2 separate regions of the Cricetulus griseus genome follow, and region 2 is linked to region 1. Evidence: chromatin contacts called from public Hi-C data. All regions are on one chromosome and are shown on one strand. The core of a region is the stretch at or near the end of the contact, and the rest is flanking DNA. Distances in the headings are between cores, read along the strand shown.

Region 1 (3,782 bases), core at 887-3,386:
ACTCATTTATCTTTGAAATAGCACCCCCTCCCGTTTGTAAATTCTCCACTGCATTTGGTGAAGTAAATAAATTCATTCCCTTTCAATCCTGCAAGTCTTTGGGACATGGTTTCATCCGGAATCCATTTTACCTTCATATTGAAATAGCTAACTGGGAAGTCGACAGGGAGGCTCCAAGAATCTCAGGCTATGGAGCTCTGAGTTACGACAAATACCTCTCTCCTTAGTCATGCTTTATTGTTATAGATAGGAGCATCTCCATTTTTCCCCCAGTTAACTTCAGCAGTATAGAAAGAGTTTTATTTTCTGAGAGGAGCTAGTTGCTAGTAATTACTGTGCCCAAGCTGTAGGAGGCTGCTCTAGAACCTGTCACACAATCTTAAGAGGTTAGGGCAGAAAGGTGGTTTGGAGCCTTACATGTCACTCTCATTTCACAGAAGAGAGATGAAGTGATGTCACAAGACCAGTTGTAAAGACTGAGAATCAAAGTTGAGATTCGATTCCCATGTCATGGGGACCCATTGTTTGTCAGAAGCAACTCCCATATGGAATTCAGACATTAAAAATCTACCTAGCCTGAACTCCCCAACTGTCCAGTCAGCTGTCACCTCAACATAGCAATTCCTTGGTTGGTCCAGTCACCAGGGTCAGCCCTACCCTTACTAATCAGACTTTGCCTTTCTAAAAGGCCACATCTGCCTTTCTTAGTCTTTCCAAGTCCCAAACAAGTGGGCCCTTCATAAGTATTTTTTGATGAAAGCAATGATTGCCTTAGTCAGTGTGGTGAGGCCCTCCCTTGCTGAGGAAAACCAGTGGTGGTTGCTAAGCAACATATAAAGGTCTAGATTGGTTTCTGACCCCGGATGACCTTCATTTGTATACTTCATGATGTGTATTTTATGGTTACCTTAGGATGACTTTGGAAAACTTTGTTTTTGGTATGTATCGCCCTGCCCTTAGGGGGGAAAAAAAACATAGGAGAATCCATTTAGGTATGGGAAAAAGGGAGAAGGTACTCCTCTGTTTACTTGCATGAATACACTGACCCGTTCTGCAAAGACACAGAAGGTGTGTAGTTTATTCAGCCCCGTGGCTGAGAACCACCACCCTCTACCACACAGACTGATGGGACCGTGTATCCCAACAGGATCCTATGACAAAGGGAAGCTACAAGGGCATAGAGCGTAGGGAGAAATGTCTTGCTGTATATGATTTTTTTTTCGACCTGCAGCCAATCACACCACTAAAGAGCCCTCCTCACCCTCTTTAGACTGTTACCTGAGGACTAGCCAATCTGCCCTAATATGTCTGGCCAGTCTACTAGAGTAAAAGGACTTTCTGTTTGTCCATTTGCTTGACCCCTTCCCCACTTTGCCTGACCATTTCACGTATTCCATTAATGTTTGCTGAAACATGACAGAATGGCTTTAATGAAGTGGTATAAGTCTAGTCGACTCCAAAATGTTTAAAAATGTTTCAGAGATACCAAAGGAACCAAAATGAGGATAATTGCTTGACTATTCAGCTGTCTTGTACAGGGAGGGGGGGTGGAATCTACAGAAGAAATCATCTGTCTCTAAGCTTTTCTGTAAGGTATTTTTACTATAGTTTAAGTATGTTTCTTTGCTAAATGCTAGTAGACCTATCAGCGTCTATAAACCTGTCTTTCCTAACCTCCTAGTCTCCAGTAAGGGCTGGTTTCGTGGCTTAGAAGGTGAGAGGTTATTGTGACAGAGTTATATCTTAAAAAAACAAATAACTTGGAATTTATGCAGTTTACTTGTAGTTCAAAATTGCATTGAAGTTCAACATGTCAAGTCTACAAAGCAGAAATGATTGACTCAGAGATGTCTGGTTACTTGTGAAAACACACACATACGTAAGCAGGGTTACCCAGAAAGAGAGAGGTTGTGTCTCAGAGGACAGTGTGTGGTACAGTGAGCCAACAGGCAGAGGCTCGGATTTGGTCTGGCTTCAACTCAAAAGGCAGCTCTCTGGGAGAGGCAGTGGTTTGACCTGAGTCTTAGATGCCTGAAGTGAAGCTATTGTCAGATACAGGATGCTCATTTGGAAGGGGAATGCCTCACAGGAAAAAGAGCCAATTACAAGTTCAGGCTGTTGCCATGGTGCTTTGCTGATCCTTCAACATGCAATACAGGAACTCCCTGGAAGGCTAGGGTTAGGGGGTAGGGGAGTCGGGAGAAGTGGAGCCTGCCTGGGTAGGGCATCTCACTGCCTGTAGTGTAATACTGACAAGAAGGGGCTGGGAAGGGAGCCAGGAAAAGAATGACATTTTCAACATATCCCGGGTTGCTAAAATGAAACTAAAATAATTTAACTATGAAATGTTTCTAACATGACTTGTAAGATGTAACAACACTAAAATATCAAATAAGCATAACTCCAAAAAATTCATTGTTCATTCAGCAAATGCTATCTCATATTTGCTAATGTACTTGGGAATCCTACCTGGAAAGGAAAGGTTAAGTGAATTGAATCCATTTGTTGAATAAGATCTAATAAGCATTTTAATGAACTGAGTGCAGAAAATTGCACATTTCAGATGAAATACTTTTTGAGTCAAATAGATTAATTCCATCCTCATTCTTTCTGCTGTGAAAAGAGGCTAAATGCATCAGTACCCCAGGTGGTGGACAAATAATGTTCCAAAAGCAGGTTAAGAAAAAATTCTTGTATACTGGATGCCGAGTCAGAAAACACCTACTGTTCCAACCCTTTCCAATTAAAAAAAAATGCTCAGAGTCAATTAATCAAATGTACTATCACTTGGAAGCAATTAGAATAGCTGTCAGGCTGCTTTTGCAGACGGCTGTCTGCAGAGGAAGAGGGGGTTAAAGAACACCTAGCTGGAACGGGGGAGGGTAGGACCTCAGATTTACTTAAATATTCATGGGGCTTCCTCCATTTTAATCTTCTCCCTTTTAAAAGATGGCTGTTTCCCAGGCAGACAGCTCCCGGGGGAAAGAGATTCCCTGCTCCCTGGCAGAGTTGGACTAATCTAGGGTGGAAACCCCTCCGGGCACCAGGACTGTTCATAACTGAAACAGTGCTTCAAGCCGGCTAGCTGAATACATTTGGACCGGCTCTTGCGCCTTCGTACAATTCCTGGTTTCATTACTCTCGTCTGCCTGGAAACAAGCAGGGAGCGCATAGACTTCTTGCAAGAACAGAGTGTGAATGAAGATGATGGGTTTGCCGTGGATTAGGAAATACCGCGCATTTGCAAGGCTTTGTCTTTTCTAAGTTTTGATTCTGTAACCACTGGATCTGCAGGGGTTTTCTGATCCTCTGGGGATTGCTCTCCTAGAACTGAATTCTTTCGAAGGGATTTGTGGATTGTGGCAAGAAGAGCCTCCAAAATGCCCGAGGCAAACTATTTGTTATCTGTATCTTGGGGTTATATTAAGGTGGGTCGATTTGATTGTATTATGTGTCTTTGGTAGAATCCAAATGCTTTTACATCCGTCTGGTTTTCTGTGCAGTAGAAGGCATCAGCAGTGATTGAATTTGTGTATACATGTAATCACTGGGGCTTCTTATGAAATAGGACATGTTTCGCTGCATCGTATTTTAATGTGCTGTAATGTGTTTCAATCCTGTTTTTCTTTTTCCTCAGCTGTGTTTTAAAAGGATGCTTCCCTCGCTCTCTTTCATTTCCCCTTAAACTTTTCACTTAATCTGTTCTCACTGAATACGTTACCACCTCAAATGATATTTTAGGGTATAGTTCCAGTTTTAAGAAGTAACAATATTTTCAAATA
Region 2 (4,006 bases), core at 1,059-3,558, 95 kb before region 1:
GGGCCCAGAATGAAAAGCCAGACTTGCACCCAAGGAGTCCAGATGGCAAGCCTGTGCAAAGTCCAAGATGTAAACTACACAAGGCCCCAAATAAGAGTATTAATCTCCGTTTTGCCTGCCTTTCTAGCTATCAATATGCACCACATTCAATCTTTTCTTTTAGCGAATCTTTACTTGAATGGAAGCACTTTGCTAATAAATAAGGTAGTTTCTGTGTCTCCAAAAATCTAAAGGGTTATAATAAGTCAGTTAGTGGCTTTAATACCTTCAGAGATAAAGGCAAAACTAGAGAGCCCAGTAGGAGACTGGAAAGCCTGGCCAGGCAGGGTGAGTGGTCTCCTGGAGGAGGTCCAGCTGGGCTAGCAGATAGATAGGAGGGCAGAAGGTTGTGCACGGGATAAAGGCTGTGTCTGACCACCTTTCTAGTGCTGGGAAGGACTGAGGAGAGCTGAGACTTGTGAAGCCACAGGCTTCACCCTTGTTGTGAAAGCCCTAGAACATGTTCTTCATGCTGCAGCCAAGCAGTGGGGAGCTCCAAAGGCCTAAAGGGGGGACATCAAGAGGTGTTTGGGTTGAAAACAAGCTCATGAGGAAGGGTGGGCTGAAGAGCAAGCAGAACTAAATAAGCAGGTAGGGGGCAGCTAACCCTCCCATGTGTGTAATGTCAAGGACGGGGGCCTGCAGCAGAGAAGGCTGGGTGGGCAAGTGATAAATATTTGCAAATTGGGTCCGACAGAGCTTAGTGGATGATTATGGGATGAGGCAGAGGGAAGTTCCCTCCTGGCCAACATGATAGATGACTTCATCATTCCCTAAAAACCAGGTGCTTCCTTCTATTACCCACGGTAAGTGTATGATACAATAGAGACACGTTCTCTAGACTGCGGTAGGGACAGGCATACACATCTTAAAGAGGTTGTTACCAGCTGGAAGATAGACAGACAACACCCTACTTACATAATAAAGACCCACTACCGATGCCCATGACTAAATAAATGGAGGCTTTTATCTGCCAAGAAAGATCCCTCCTTTCTCCCATTTGCAAGCCGAGACATGGCTTGCTTAACTCTCACAGCTGATAATAAAGTATCTGAGAAACATGACAATGATGGCTAGGGACAGGATGTGTGTTCCCAGTGACCACAGTTCTAATCTGTAGAAGACAGGCTGAAATCAGCTACCAGCCCAACACAAGACAATTCCACATATAGTGAAAAATAAACACAAAGTAAATTAACAAAACTCACAGTCTAGTGGTGAGAAGCAGCAATTTTGCTGTATCATGGTTAAGATCTGACCTACACACTCAATTCCAAGACCCAATTGCAAGAAGCTGTTCTGAGCTTCAGGCTCAGGTTGGACTTTAAAAGTGTAATGTTTTGATTCTGTCACTAGAGGGCGCTTGTGTAACAGTTCTCAATATTTAACCCTATTCCAGAGAGGGCACACTGCCTTTCTCTAATGACCTGGGGAATTAAATAAATAAATCAGTTTCAATATAGTCAAATATTTTGCTACTGAAATTTCAGGTTATTCTTAATTTGTAAAATAGCATAGATTTTGAAATAGTTCTGTAATATGCAAAGGTTTTGTTTCATTTTATTTGGTTTCTTTCCCAATTCTTGTTCTGAATCTGTTCATTCTCTAGCAGCTATTATAAGACCTATAGCATTAAGTTAGTTGCTCAAATGCTCTTAGGGAGCCAGTGCAGGCAACCCACCAATCCACTCCTGTTTCTGAATATCCTGCTGTCCCAACCTCAAAAGTCCCCTGAGCGAGCCATGTTGACATTGTGCTATGGTGGCCTTCCTCTCTTGAATCGTTAGTTTATATAGCTTTACTCCCTCTCCAGATCACTTGTCCAACATCAACTCTGTGTGGGGTGGTATGTCTGAATCTCACAGTATGATTTGACCCCCAGCTCTATGTGTGGTGGTGTGTCTGTCTTCCTAAACGGTTTGATTTCCATCAAATATTTCAACTCCAGAAATCCAGGAGCCACAGAAGATCTGGTTGACATCAAACCAATTTCCCTGTGCTTCAGCTCACCCTTGCATGTTATGAACCATGCTGGTTTCATCTCAAAAATTGGAGCAGACTGCAAGATCTTTCACCCATCTGGACATTTGCCACATGAAAACACAGGCAGTTGGGGTGCAAGTCACCACATGCCATTTGTAACAACCGTTTCTGACTCTCCTTTTAGAGCCTTTCTGAAAGCCCTGCGCTCCTCCTTTGGCTGCTTAACTACATTTGACGCTGTGAGCGAAGCTATCCCCAACCACTGCTTGTCACTATTCTTACTGCCTAACTCTGCAGTTTCAATCCCCTGTTCACACCACTTCCCTAGTCCACAGCGCCACCTGGGTGTCTCTGAGCACCTTGAACTCCACTCTACCCTGAAGTTCCATGGGTACCATGAAAACTCCCAACTCCTCTGCACATTTCTTGTTTCTACTCATGACTCTTTTCTCAGATGCTCGTTTTTTTTTCTGTTTGTTTTTCTAGTGAAAATACGATTTCCTTATGCAAGTAACTGCTGAATTCTGACAGGATCCCAGTCGTTTCCTGCTCTTGGATGCATCTACTCTTTCTCATTGCCAGGAACCCTCTCGCCACTCCTGGGCTCTCCCTGCCATTCCATCCCTCAGCATCCGCAGCAACTTGCTTTTTTAACCCTTTACCAGTCTGTCTATATCACCTCCCACATCACTGAAAACCCTCTCCTGTTCCTGTTGAGTGAATCCTCAACATCACAGGCCATGTGCCCCATAGCTCGGGTGCGTGGGACCTTCTAACCTTACTCTCTGCATCTGCCATAATTAATATGCTCTAACCAATGAGCATACTCGCCATTTTTCCATTTTGGAACTTCTGCTATTACCATTTCTCTCACAGGTGTCAGCTATCACCTCTGCCTTCTAACAGACTATATCCCTAAAAGTCCATCTCAAACACTACCGACTCGGCCAAGCCCTCCTTACTTCCACTAACTTATAGTAAATTTCTCTTTTGGATCCCATTCAGTATCTATTATTTGTGTTTCTCTTTCTGTGTTTATATGTAGATTGCAACTTTTAAAGTATTTTTGATTTCTCTTATGTTTTGACTTGAGAGATGGTGGTTTCTGCATAATTTGATTTGTCAACGGTGTAGCAAATATTGTAAAATAAGAACTATAGTGTTTAAAGCATTGAGTTGGGGAAGCCAAGAGAAGCTGGGATATTCCACTTACCAGCCATGTACTTGCTTCACAACTGCAATGCCGATATTGCACAAGGGCCAATCACACATAGTGGCTTACTACTTGTCAGTTTGTTTTATTTTTCTTCTCAATGTCCAAACTGGGCCTACAAGAAATTCCAGAGACTTCCTAGCTAAAGAGAAGGTACATTAACAAGGTACCCTGCTGAAGGCTGCATCAGAGGGGAGTAGATACGGATGCATGTGCTCTGCAGCTCTGAAACCTGACTTCACATGGTGCTCGGTACCAGGCAGGTGCTTAATTATTATGGAGTACCCTTTATGGATAAAGCACCACATTTATTGTGGCAATGAAGGACACAGGCCAGACAGGGATGGGAGCTCATTGCCATCAGCTTCCGTGTTGCTGATTCATAGGGTGCCAGCAAATTAACCTAATTTTGTGATGGTGGTCAATGCGGCTTCTCAAATCTGCAGCGGAGAGCTTGCTGAAGGCAGTTGTTAGCAGATTACGAAAGCAGATGCCAAAGCATGGAAAGTACATTGCTGCAAACACGGTTTTCCATGGTCCCAAGCACAGACTGGTAAAACAGGAGGCAGAGCATAATTAGGTCTGGGACCAAATGAATGTCACTGCTATAGCTTTAGTAGGCTCAGTCTGCACATTCCCATTAAATTTTTTTCCTTGGGTACTTTGAGAGGGAAAAAAAAAGGAGTATATTAAAAACAAAAAGTAATGGGATTCCCAGACAGAAATCTGTGTTTAAATGGTATTAAAGCTGTGGTTCAAATCAACAAAAGC

Evidence for each region. Hi-C and Micro-C count contacts between places; a contact is called where the count stands out from the background.
Region 2: a Hi-C map of liver shows a contact between it and region 1, with 4 times the contacts expected there. The contact joins two enhancer-like sites. A contact is called at or near these places in 2 of 8 Hi-C or Micro-C datasets (the CHK-Q cell line and liver).

Annotation. Positions count from the first base shown.
Region 1 is chr2:47,130,890-47,134,671 of CriGri-PICRH-1.0, reverse strand. All of the region lies in intron 8 of Pde4b (cAMP-specific 3',5'-cyclic phosphodiesterase 4B), which reads left to right. Among named protein-coding and RNA genes, the nearest start is that of Sgip1, 150 kb to the right of the region's middle. Within about 2 kb of position 2,136, at least 1 of the 6 cell types and tissues checked has open chromatin away from gene starts, as enhancers often do.
Region 2 is chr2:47,225,368-47,229,373 of CriGri-PICRH-1.0, reverse strand. All of the region lies in intron 4 of Pde4b (cAMP-specific 3',5'-cyclic phosphodiesterase 4B), which reads left to right. Among named protein-coding and RNA genes, the nearest start is that of Pde4b, 220 kb to the left of the region's middle. Within about 2 kb of position 2,308, at least 1 of the 6 cell types and tissues checked has open chromatin away from gene starts, as enhancers often do.